Regions from separate parts of the Gossypium arboreum genome. Here region 1 is linked to region 2. The links are chromatin contacts, called in public Hi-C maps. All regions are on one chromosome and are shown on one strand. Each heading gives the region's core, a stretch centred on a gene start, on an enhancer-like site or on the middle of the called end of the contact. The rest is flanking DNA. Distances are from core to core; before and after follow the strand shown.

What was found. A called contact is a pair of places that touch in the nucleus more often than the background predicts.
Region 1: a Hi-C map of leaf shows a contact between it and region 2, with 3 times the contacts expected there. The contact joins two enhancer-like sites. A contact is called at or near these places in 2 of 5 Hi-C or Micro-C datasets (both in leaf).

The regions. Positions count from the first base shown.
Region 1 is chr1:31,458,510-31,465,168 of ASM2569848v2, reverse strand. No RefSeq gene overlaps it. Among protein-coding and RNA genes, the nearest start is that of LOC108481555, 14 kb to the left of the region's middle. Within about 2 kb of position 5,083, at least 1 of the 2 cell types and tissues checked has an H3K27ac peak or open chromatin away from gene starts, as enhancers often do. A contact at or near this core is called in leaf, where this site is marked.
Region 2 is chr1:31,306,515-31,313,479 of ASM2569848v2, reverse strand. No RefSeq gene overlaps it. Among protein-coding and RNA genes, the nearest start is that of LOC128290198, 91 kb to the left of the region's middle. Within about 2 kb of position 3,824, at least 1 of the 2 cell types and tissues checked has an H3K27ac peak or open chromatin away from gene starts, as enhancers often do. A contact at or near this core is called in leaf, where this site is marked.

The DNA.
Region 1 (6,659 bases), core at 3,834-6,333, 150 kb before region 2:
CAAACAAATTGGGCTTACACCCCCGTGTGGCCCATACAGCCTAAATTGGCGCTGACCGTGTAACTCACACGGCCTGGCCTAAAATTTCGCACATCCGTATAGTGCACCCTTGTGGTCCACACGCTCGTGTCCGTCACGCCCGTATGGCGCCCGCACGGTCTGGCTCGTCGATCACATGGCCGTGTCTCGCCACACGGCCTCCACACGGGCAGTCCACAGGCCCGTGTGACGTCAACAATTTATTTTTCGGCTTTCATCGAATCGCGATTTTTGTGCAATTAAGGTATACACCTCGTACCGATTCGAAGCTAACGCAATCTCGAGCACTGCAGAACCTATTATTGAACAGTATTTCACCCTTTTAGTCACTTAATCTGAGTTACTAAGAAACAGGCAAATCCCGAAAGTTAATGACAACGATACCTTAAACGAAAAACGGTGATTCCTCGCTGTTTAGAACATCGATTAGTGATCCACAGAACCTTGATTGTCTTATAAATAGAAAACAATCTCTTAATAACCTAACATTTATCAAAACGAAATAGAACACATCTCCACACTTATCAAAAGTGCGTCTCTAAAGACGAAAGCAAAACTATCGAAAAGAGAGAAAATGGATAGAAAATAGTGTAATGAAATTTCAGCAGCATAAGAGGGGGATTTTCGGAGAAAAGAAAACAAAGAGAAAAGTGGAGAGGAAAGTTGCAGAGAATTTCGACAGGAGAGGATTTTTGGAAAGAATAAAAAACTAACCAGATAACCCTGAAATCTACTACTACTCCCTTATTCAGCAGTTTACTAAAACTCAAACTCCTAACCGAAATTTGCAGCAAAATACTCCTCCTTTTTCCCATGTAGAGAATCGAACCCCAGACCCCATCATACCAACACACCACTTAGCCACCAGACCAGCAAGCCCGTTCTGTTATATTTTTACAAATAAATTCTTATAAGCTCATTAACCAAAAGCCAGACTTTATTCATATAAAAACCAAATTTTAGCCCAAGCCTAGACTTGAACTTGGGACCTCCCCAACACACCCCAAAGCACTTATTAACATAACCAGGCATATATTTATGTCAAAGCAGAAATACAACTAATATTCCAAAAGTCGAAATTACGAAATTTGGGGCGTTACAGCCATAACGTCTAGGCCAAGTTTAAGGTGTAATAAAAAATATTAGTGAAGTGAACAAATTTTTAAAAAACTCATAAATTTTCTATAAAAAATTATCTATTGTAACAATGAAGTATACACAGACTACCATGTGGGCTGTCATGACAGTATCATTAAAAATTTAAAAGTTCAATCAAATTTTCTATTCAAAGTAAAGTAATTTGACTAAAATTTGAAGGTTAAAGACCACGGTGATAAAATAAGAGGGTCGAAGTTATAAAATTAGTAAATGTTAAGAGCTAAATTTATTATTATACTATTGATAAATCAAATAAAAAAATTTTAAAACTATGATTTTAATTTTTTTTATAGAAATTAACTTTTGGATGAAATGATAGCTTGTCTTCGTATTTTAAATTTTTATTTTTAAAATATATATATTATTTAGATGCTCATGGATTAAATTAAACCAAATTTTTTTTAAATATTTATGTTAGTTGAAGCCTACTTAATCTAAAATGTTAACTCGTACTTAACAATGGTTAACCAAATCTATTTTAACCATTCCCGCTTTTTATCTTAAAAAATGTTAATTTAAGTTATCTTTAATTTAATATTTAATAATTCTATAAATTTTAAAATTTTAATATAAATAACTTAACATACTTTTAATACATAAAAATATTTTAAAATTTTTTATCAACTAAATATTCTTTCATAGAAAAGTATTATAAGTAGCTAATGACCAAGTCTCGTACAAAGATATAATCAATACAAGACAAACTATACAAAAATATAAGTAATACAAGAAAAACCATACAAGACAAATATCCAATAGGCTTGAAACCCAATTCTGGGAGAAAGAGCGAATTTAACTTGAATTCGACTACCATTGCCAAAAAGAGAAAGCATGGTGGAAACCCTCACCAATATGTTGGTGTTCAACCATTTGGGCAAAGAAGCCACCATAGTGAATAGAACCCTCCATTGCCATGGTCTTGCCTTTGCTAACCTGAAAGAGCAAATGCGAAAGCTCAAGCAAATTAGGTAGTCTCAGGATGCCCCAAAAAATTCTATATGGGTAGAGGCGAATCTAGGGGGGCTGGCAAGGGCCCGAGCCCCCTTAAAATGAAAAAATGTTATTTAGGTTCTTTAATTTTTTTTAAAATTTTAAATTAATAAAGATAAAATTACACTTTAGCCCCCCTAAAATTATAAAAATTTGATTTAATCTTTTAAAAATTATAAAGATATGGACTACAAAAAAATAAAAGTTCATTTGCCTCCTAAAAAATTGTTCTGGCTTCGCCTTTGCATATGGGAACCAAATCCTTCAATCGACACCATTGTCGTAACTCGATAACATGAAGACAACGCATTATTAGTCCACTTAGTTTTCTCTAAAAATTGTAGCAATTCTTATCTACTGCTTTCTCTTAAAGTGGCGGTGATTTTAATTTTAATTTTTTGTAGTCATATTTTGACGTATACATAGGATTGGCTGAGGTAAGGGTATTGCCAGATCTATTGAGAATCATTATCAAGGGCTTCATCATAATAAAACACTGTGGTTATGTTCACAAGATTGGTCTCCTAGATAAGGAGGAGGGATGGCCATTTGAGACTTGGCTTTTAGTACATCACTAATATGATGGATCTATTAGGCTCTCGGTAGCGATTTATTGGTTGACCAGAGTTTATTGTTTGGTTGATCTAATGATGTCAAGGTTAATATGCATTTCTCAACGGTTGATCAAGGTGATGCATCTTTAGTTTATTTATGAACCTTTAAATGTTGTAGTTACTATCTGTTCATCTCTCTTCTATTGTTGTTTTCTTTTTTTTTTTTTGTAGATAGTGGCATTTATGTAACAATTTGTAATGTTTTATTTGTTTACTGTACTAATGTCCATGTCTATGTAAAATTTTGTTGAATTTTGTCTTCGGTTGCAACTAGACGAAGCCACTACAGTTGTAAAAATGGAGATGGACACAATCAATTTGTTTATGCAGTTTGAAAGCTTTCAATGTCTGTGGCCCAAAAAGTAATTCACTATATAATCAAACAAGTATAAACTGTGATTTAAGTTTAACTCACTCTCCAAATTACAACTTCAAACTTATACTTCAACCTAAACCATTTATTCTTTAAAACTTTCGCCTTAGATGTAAATTGATTAACACAATTCAATTTAGGTACAATTGTTACCCTCAAAGATAGTTCCTTATTTAACAAATAAAATGCTCTACTACATTTAACCTAAACGTGTGATCCAGTATATAAATATAAAAAGCTTGATAAAATACAATCAGTACCAATTTTTAATTCCAGTAAAATAACCCCCTAAAATCATCTTCAATAAATTGTACATTTAGCAGGGATCTTCTTTCCATCATATTTTTTTTTTAAAGATAAAATCTTTTATTTAAAGGAATTTGGATACTAATGAGAAATTGAAGTCAATCAGTGCTTACCTTGATTCTTTTTATATATGCCTTTATTTTAGTATATCTGTATATGAAGTTTACTGATAAGGGGATTCTTCAAATTTGTTTAATGAGGTTGGAAAACATACAGTATGATCTGTGTCACAAACGTGAAATTTAAAGCTCAGAAGCTGTTATCGTCAAGGATGTAAATAAACAAGGAAAAAGAAAACAGTAGGTGGAGACGAACAATAATATAATAATACATGTATTTATATTTTTTAGAGTATATTATATTTATATTTATTTTAAACCGAAATGATTTATTTATATCGGTATAAAAATTTAACTAGTTTAACACTCATTCTTATATTTTCGTACGATTAATATTTTAATGATCTAACCATCATATTTTATATTTCATTTTATAGATTAAGCATCTTAAATTTTATGTAAATTAAAAATTTCTAACTATTTATTTTATGTAAAAAATATTTCAATCGTTCAATAAATATCAATATATAGTATTTTAGATTGATATAATAGAGATATCGATTGATTTGATTTTTTTCTTGAACAATCTCATTATAGGTTACGATCATATCTCTCTTTTTGACACAATGTCTAGAACTACCCATCTCCCCTCCTCAACTCATAAATAAGAGGATATTGCGCTTTAATGCAGTAGATCAATTCGAAAAATTATATGTATAAAAAATACAATTATATAGATAAATTTAATGATTAAATTATTAAAATATTAATCTTACAAAAACATAAAAAAAATAAATAAAATTACTTCAATTTTACATTGGATGACTCCCTTTATTAAAATAAGCAATTTATTATTATGATTACACTCACTTGCTGCTCATATAATACACAAGCACCTATGAAGCAAAATCAAAATTCTGCCAAAAATTTAGAAAGGTAAACTACATTTAAGTTAGATTAAATTATCAGTAAATTTACGTTCTAGTCACTCAACTTTAAAAAGTTATAAAATGGTTATTCAATTATTTGAAAATTTTCATTTAAGTTACTAAACTATTTGAAAGTTATTATTTAAGTCATTGGTTGTTAAGGTATTTTAGAAGTCTGGCTAGCAAACTCCAAGCGATGATTTGACAATCAGTATAGTGGGTCAATACCCATCGATAAGTAGAAGAGTATAGCTTAGATCTAAGTCAATATGATGGTCAGTGTCGGAGTCGAAGAAGATAGCTGATTGGATGTATATTCATAGATTCGTGATGTTCAAAACTAATTTATGGAAAAAATGAACTATAAAAAAGAAAGGAAATGAGAACTTTTGATTGGTGCAAGCAGTGCGAATAAAGAAGGCCATATGATAACGATTTTAATAGCCAGGTAATTTAAATGAAAACTTTTGAATAGTTTAGTGGTTATTTTGTAACTTTTAAAATTGATTGACCAAAATGTAAACTTACTAATAGTTTAGTGACTTTGGGTGTAGTCTACCCAATTTAAAAAAAATTTAATGAGCCTAGGCTGAATTCAAATGTCGGCATCAAAGCATAGCAAAATGGACTCAGCCCAAGCAATAGTAACACGACTTAGAAAACCTAGGCTTCATAAAATCCAAGCCCTTTTCTGATTACTTGTCCAGTCCATTTCAAAGACCCAAGATCACTCTAAAAATTTCATTTTCTCAATTAAAATCATTTGTAAAATTTTCAATTTAATTGGTGTTAAAGCTGTTAATTGTGAAAATCTAATGTTGTATACTTCTAGTGATTACAGATTCAAGTAAATTATAAATACTTATGCATTAATAACACTGTAATATCTTTCAATACCTAGTTAATATTACACCATTTAAGATGCTTTTCCTTGAGGAATATTTTTAAACCTCGATGGTAAATTCTAATATAAGGGTGAAAGTATATATTAAGTTCCGCTATTATAGGAAATGGATTAAATCTGTCTATAAATGGATTGATTTATTTCATGTCTTATAAAAATAATCAAATAAGATTAAATTGTAATTGAATTAATGTTTATTATTTTAAAAGGCTTAAATCATAAAATAGTATCTAAACTATACTCTTTTTTCCCAAGTTGATACCTAAACTTTTTTGTCATAAGTTATTTAAACTATACCACGTAATTTAAAGTGGTACTTAAATTATATTCATTAACTGAATTATCCTGGCCATTAAAAAAATCTCTTAACCAATTAATATGTGATACCTTACACTTTTAAATTACAATTAAAATAAAAGAACACAAATAAATTAAATTGTAAAATCAAAGTTAAATAAATGAAAGCATTTCAAATTTTTACACTCTCCGCATGAATCTTTCTTCTCTTTTAATGCACTTTTTTAACTGTTAGATAATTTCTCTTGCACTCCTTTTATCATACTTTTAAATTAAACTTTTTCTAGTATTTAGATTTCTACTTTATATGATTTTTGCATTATAAAATTCACCCATTGATTATTTTATATAAAGTATATAGAAAAGAATAAAAAATCATTTTTAAAAAATAATACATAAGTTTCAATTTAGGTGAGAAAGAAATTGAAATCGAAGTTAAAAAATGAAAAAAAAATATCAACGTCAGAATCTAGGTTTTGTCATTGAAAACTGGGTTTGGATGAGTTTTTTGATGGATTCTTGAATTTTTCGTCACTAGGGTTCTTGGGTGAAGGACAAATAGATGAATATGTTTATAAGTTTATCTTTAAAAAAAGTTTAAGGAAATAATATTTAATATTTTTTTGGGTTTGTTTTAATAAAAAATTGTCACGTTAAAATGTTTGCCTAAGAGTTTTTTTAATGGTTGCGGTAATTTGGGTAACAAAGTATAGTTTAGGTACCACTTAATACTAAAAAAAGTTTAAGTGTCAACTTGAAGAAAATAATATAGTTTAGGTATCATTTTATGGTTTAAGCCTTTAAAAATAACATGAAAATTATTTTTTATTTGCAGTTAAATTCCAAACAACAGGTTTTATTTACAAAACCGTAAAACTTTCAAAATATTAACTTTGTTGAATAGGAAATAACATTTTTAAATAGTAAATGTTAATTCTATTAAAATTTAATCTTATTTAATTCTTTTCAATAATAAAAAAATTAAATTAA
Region 2 (6,965 bases), core at 2,575-5,074:
AAATGGTACCAACAACCAACATATATTCGTACCATATTTCAATCATGCACATCTATTCAAAACCTTTCTAAGCATATCATAACTCGACTATGTTAAGGTCAATTCATCACCTATCTTTGGTTATTCAAACATGGATTACCACATTGACAAAATAACACACATCAATAATGCATCAAAAGCACCAAGTTTACATCAACCAAAATGACATATACATGCCAAACTCATCAATTATCATGAACCACAAGTCCACCTATACATGTTATTATAACCTTGATCAAAACATCAGAATCTACCAATTTAATCTTTGGATAGTATGATAGGTCTTCGACGAGCTTCCAAATAGATTGAGCTTCTGATAATTTGAAAAGTAAGAGAAATATAACAACATAAGCAATGAATACTTAGAAAGCTCGACACATTAAATGATAAATCTTACCAAAGTAAATACAACAGTTCAAACAATAATAATCAACCACGAGAATTCCCTATCATCCACAAATTCAACTGATGAATTCATCTATGTTCAGATCAATATTCAATAAAAAAAAATCTTTCAAATTCATTAAATAGATTACCTTACCCATATTTTTCATTCGAAGGACGTCTTACGGATAAGAGTACATTGTCAGATCTATCGAACACACCAGACAGAAGCTCAAAAGAGCTAATCCAACCGAAACACACCAGACAGAGAGTATAACACAAGAGTTCGCACAAATGTTGAACCTCGATTTACTCGAGTCATATACAGATATCTCCCTTCAATACCATCTCCACTCCAAACCCCTGTAACACACCAAACCACGATTTTACTCTATCCCGTGTTCAATCCAAACCTATCATCAAATTTAATAATATATCTCAATTTACCATTCATTATCAACAATTAAAAATAAATATATAATTTTTTCCATGATAATATACTCAACAATTCATATTGATATTAAATTCTAAACCGTACGACCTTACCTGACTAAAATGCATAAATATCAAAGTACATGGGCTTTTTGGTAATTTTTCATTCTCCTCGACTTTTCACTCGATCTTGATCTAAATAAATAATTTCATTAAATTTATTAATATAGACAGAAAAATCACTCCATTTTATGCAATTCAGTATTTTTAACATTTTTACAAAATTACCCCTAATATTTTACTTTTATTCAATTTAGTCCATGAGCCTAAAACATGCAAATTAACCATTTTTAATGCAAACCCATGCCAACCGAACATTCATGGCATCCAATAAAGCCCATTTTTGTAATAATTTCACATCAAGCCCTTGTACTTTTATTATTTAACAATTTAGTCCCTAATTGATAAATTCATCAAAAATCACTTAACAAAATACTTTTAAATAATAACTAATATCTCAAATTCATCATATAACATAAAAAAATCACTAGATTCATCAATGGTAACATTAAAAATCTTTAATAGCTTTCAAAATCGAAGGTACAGACTAGCTGAACCTAATTGCAGCAATCTCAAAAATATAAAAAATATTAAAAATAGGACTAAATCAGACTTACATACATCATCCAAAGCATGGCGAAAGCTTGAAACCTTGCATGGAGTTTTTCTTCTTTCAATTTAGGTGGGAATTGGTTTTGGGAAGATGAACCTTTTATTTTATTATGCTGTATTCATTTTATCATTATAATAACATATAATTTAATAAGCAAATGTATATAATTTAGCTATTAACTGACCCACCATATAAAAATGGTATAATTATCGTTTAAAACCCTACTTCATGTTGAAATAATTATTTAGCACAAATTTTTAATAGTCATTAAATTTTATAATTTTTACGATTTAGTCTTTTTACTTAATTAACTATTGAAACGTTAAAATTTCTTAACGAAACTTTAATACAACCTTAATAATACTCCGTAAATATTTATAAAAATATTTACGGTTCAGTTTATAGAAATGAGGTCTTGGTACCTCATTTTCTAAAACTACTTGACCTTAGGGTCTTACCACTTGAACTTAATAAATCATTTATATAACAAAAATCACTATATCAAAAACCTTTTTAAAACCATGTTTGACTTTTAAATATTAAATAATAATATTTATAAATTTACTCGTCAAATTTGTGGTCTCGAAACCACTGTTCCCGACATAACTGAAAAACGGGTTATTACATGCGTCTCACAAGATTTCAACAAACCTCTAGAGATTGGAAACTTGTAGAAAAATCTAGACATCTCCCTTCCACAATGATAGCTATTTTCGCACTGATCTTCCTTTTCATTTCTTCCAGCTTCACAGTTTTATTGAATCGCAATCCTACTCTCTGTCAAACTTAAAATACACAATCAACATCACTTTTTACAATTTTACCATGAAAAAGAACATAGACCAAAAACACCGAGTTATTTATCTTCACTAGATTTTTGAGCTATCCAACTAAACACAATAATTTATTTCTTTTCTTCTTTTCCAGTTCAACTGTTACAAAAAAGCCTCAACAATATCTATATATGTAGGACAATCAAGGTGGTGGGTCCATACAGAATGACTCCATAAAAATAAAATATCATTTTTTAAAATTTAAAATTAAAAAATCAACACATTTTAAAAAAAAAAACATACATAGTAAACTGGTGGCACCATACTATATGACTCCACCAAATAAAATGTTATTTAAAAAAAAAACACATTACGATAATCCCTCACATAAAGTGGTGGCGCCATTTAGAATGGTTCCATTCAATAAAAAAATATTTTTTTTTATAATTTTAAATTAAATTTTTTTAAAAAATTACACTGACACGTATAAAAGTTGTGGCGCCAAACACTTTGGCTCCACCATCATATTTAAATTTTAAGCCTCAATTTTTTAGAAATAATAATATTTTCTTAGTATTTATATAGGTGACGTCATCTTATATGACTTTATAAAAAATAATCTTTTTATTAAACTTACTAATGTAACATGTTGTTGGCATCAAATGCTTTGATTTCATTAAATTTTATTATAAATTTCAAATTATTTACGTGTATAATTAAAAAAAAAATAAAAGATGATGATTTTCATAACTAACGACGGTCATCTATTAAAAAAAGCAGCATAGAGTCTGACGTAAACATCGATCATCCCCTACCTTTATTTTCGTTGCCTGCCAAAACTCATTCATAGCTTCAATAGTTACTCCATTATCGAATTATGCAACAAAAGTACACTCATCACATAGGTTGGAAGTCACTGTAGAATGGACTTAACAAATACTTCTTCCACCACGATTTAAAACTATCACATGACTATCAAGTCAAAAATAGGAAATAATTATACAAAAATTTTAAAAGTTAAGAAAAATGATAATAATAATGAAAATAAATTTATAAAATTCAATAAATTTATATAGATTAAATATTATAAGAAAATAAAGTAGGAAATTTGTATTTTAGAATTTTATATAATTTTTATTTAGAATTTTATAATTTTTTTCAAAAACCATTTGAATTATTTCACTTAATAATAACAGGATAGTGAGAAAGTAACATTTTTACCACATGTCACCTTATTAAACAATATCTTGATAAATCATCATTTTGGTTAATCAAGCCCAAAAAAGAGAACACTGCAAGCAATAATTTTATATATAAACCTAAACAATTGTATTTGACAAATTTAGAGTAACAAATTATAAATATAAATTTGAAGCACTTGTTCTTATTTCTAAATAGAGAACAAGTCCAAATCCAGTGAGGGAGGTTTATTTGAATGGTATTTCGAGAAGCTCAACTGGGCCGATTTAACCCAAAGTACTAACCCAAGCTTTTGAAATGATGAATGAAAATGGCCCAATGGAAATGGAGTTGGACCATTATTTACTATCTTTGCTTTAAGGTGCTTCCAAAATTTTTCATGGTTGTGTTTTCCCTATTCCTAAACCAACATTGTTGCTTTAACTAGTCGTTCCTAAAATTTTAAAATACAAAAAAATAAAACATGAATCTAATAAAAGTTTTAAAATATCAAATCCAAATTTAACTTAATTAGTACATTTTATTGCTCGTAAAAGGGTTTCAGTAAATTGTAAGTACTATTTGTAAAAGATCCAAAATATTACTGTTCAATATATAATTTAACGAGGGTACTCTCTTTCAATTTTAAAATTAACGAATTTTTCTTTCTTTTAAAAAATATTAAAGTAATTTAATCTCTGTAAATTTCAAAAGTGAGTAATTAAGGATAATTAATTACGATGTTAATATTTTAATCAATTGTACATGATTTTAATTGGTATAATAATAAATTTAGCCTTCAAAGTTTACACATTTGCTTAATTTAGTCCTAATTTAACAAATTTATCCCACAATTTTTGTATAAATGATAAAAATATTTGAGGTTGAATTTGTTGAACATTTTAGAATTAAGGCCAAAATGACAAATTAGGTAAACATTAAAGGCTAAATTTAGTATTATACCAATCAAAATTATGTACAATTGACGAAAGTCATTAAGCCATGATTAATTGTCTTTAATTGCTTAATTTCGAAATTGATATAAATTAAATTGCTCTATTTAAAAAAAAAGTACTAATTTATCTAATTTCAAATTTGAGAGAGGCTAAAGATATATATATATTATCTTTGACGAGGCTTTCAACCATATCAAGATTCTTGGAATGGTTTTGGACCAGAAGAAAATATGAATATTAAGCCTGGTCTAGTATTGTTTTATTTTAGGTGAGCAATATTTAGTCCTAAACTTTATAATTTTTTAACTTAATTCTTAAATTTGATAACTTTTTAATTTTGATCCATGTGATAATATGCTACTTTACTTATATGTCACATCACTTAAAAATTATAATTTTTATAAAAAGTTAAGTCATTACTACATGGATCAAAACTTGAAAAATTGTTAAGTTTAGTAATTAATCTGTACAAAAAAATATTAAAGACCAAATTAAAAAAATTAGATATATTTGAGAACTTTTAAGATGAACTCATAAATTTTTTTTTTTTGACAATTTGAATCTCTTCATGCGACAAAAATAGAAATGATTGGAGGGGCAATGAAATTAAAAGAAGTAAAGAGAGTGTAAGATAATTGAAATTAACTTGGACTAGTCACTTTCCTAACTACTTTCACAATAACATATCCTTGGACTCACAATGATCGGATTAATTAGCAAGATCATAGGTACAAAGAGTCTTAGATTTTGGAAATTAAACTTTTCTTTCTTTTTCCTTTTTTCACACTCTAAACAAAAAAGTCTTAGTTTTTGATTGAGTGATTTGAAATTCGCCAGCATTATTGGCTTAACATAATTTCTACACCTGCTTTTCATTACTCCATTTTATTACACAAATTATTGAATAGCATTTAATTAAACCCCATCTTACAAGTTCACGGACCAAGAATTGTCATATAACTTCAATTCATCAAAACCCTTCATTTCTTTGCCCTAAATTCTTCATATCTTAATTTTAATTTTCATTATAATATAAATATGTTATTGAAAATATGCAATGGTGATAAAAAATGTGTGTATATATATATATATATATATAATTACTAAACATACAATAAAAATAATATCATTTTAGGAGCACAAATTAACTATTAATCATGAGCTAATGGAATGTTTCATTTTTTCATAATAGAAAATAATGGGTTAAAATATCTATTGATATTCTACAAGAAGTATTTTATTGAAGGCTTAAGTTATTACTTAACAAATAAAAATTGAAATTATGAACAGGTGAGATCAATTTAGAAGCACTTTTTTTTTTATTCTTCAATATATAGCAGACAGAATTCCATTGGTATAATTTTTGGACCTTCCAATCTATTTTTTCTCTATCTACAACCATACGAAGATAAATAATATTGATTCGGTCCTAAAATTTATTTGTGACCCACGAGAAGCCGTATGAGGTGAAAATCTCATGTACGGTTTTAGACTAGCGATGGAAACAATGATGTTATCATCGACTATAATTATCTAATAGTTCAAGTACAGCTGATATAGTTGAGGTGCAATCAAAATATGATTTTTGGGGATGGAATTTGTGGCGTCACCCAATAGAGTTTATTGTTTTTCTAATTTCTTCTCTAGCAGAATTATAGATAATTAAGGTGTTTATAGATAAATTAGAAATATGAATGAATTTGTACAGAATTTGAGTCTCATATTTTGAACCAAATTAAACTTAAACAACTATTATAATATTATATATGAGTCTACTTTAAACTCGATCTAATTTATCTATAAACACCTTAATATCACATCTTATTTATTAAAAAATTTATCATGGTGATGTTTGAGCCTAGCGTTTTTATAAATTTGAAATGACGGAATTCTCATCAAATTAGCTAATTAATCACCTTAAAAATCACTAAAAGCTCTCTTTAGGATTTATATTTCTTCAAGGATGTCCCCTCAATCAATTTAGAAAAAAAAAAAAGAAGAGAATTCTACAAGTTGTTCCATTAATATTATATATACATATACATTATCGATATATTAAATATAAACTATTAGTTTAATACGAAAATTACTATAAAGCTAACAACCAAATCACCTTTGAACAGAACCTTCATTTTTATCCAGGGACCATTAAAGTTCACTTACTTTTTTCATTGTCTATGGTGGGGCAATGGCAGTCGTCCAAAATTGGAAGAAACCCAAACATTTTTCCACAAAGAATTGCTATCTGAACAAACTCAAATAGTTTCAAAAGCTTTTAGGTCACTCAAATGGGATCCACCCTGATTAATTTTCCTTTCCTTATTTGAAATAGTAATAATAATGATAATAACAGCTTAACGTTAAGAAACATTAAAAATTCATTGGAATTTGAAACATGGAAAACATGCATTCGACCTCTAAGATTCTTCTCACTTCATGTATCCGATAATACGAGAAATATGGATGCACTAAAGTTAATATATGCAATATCATGATGTAAAACTTACTTATTTGCCACCTTCAATGCGT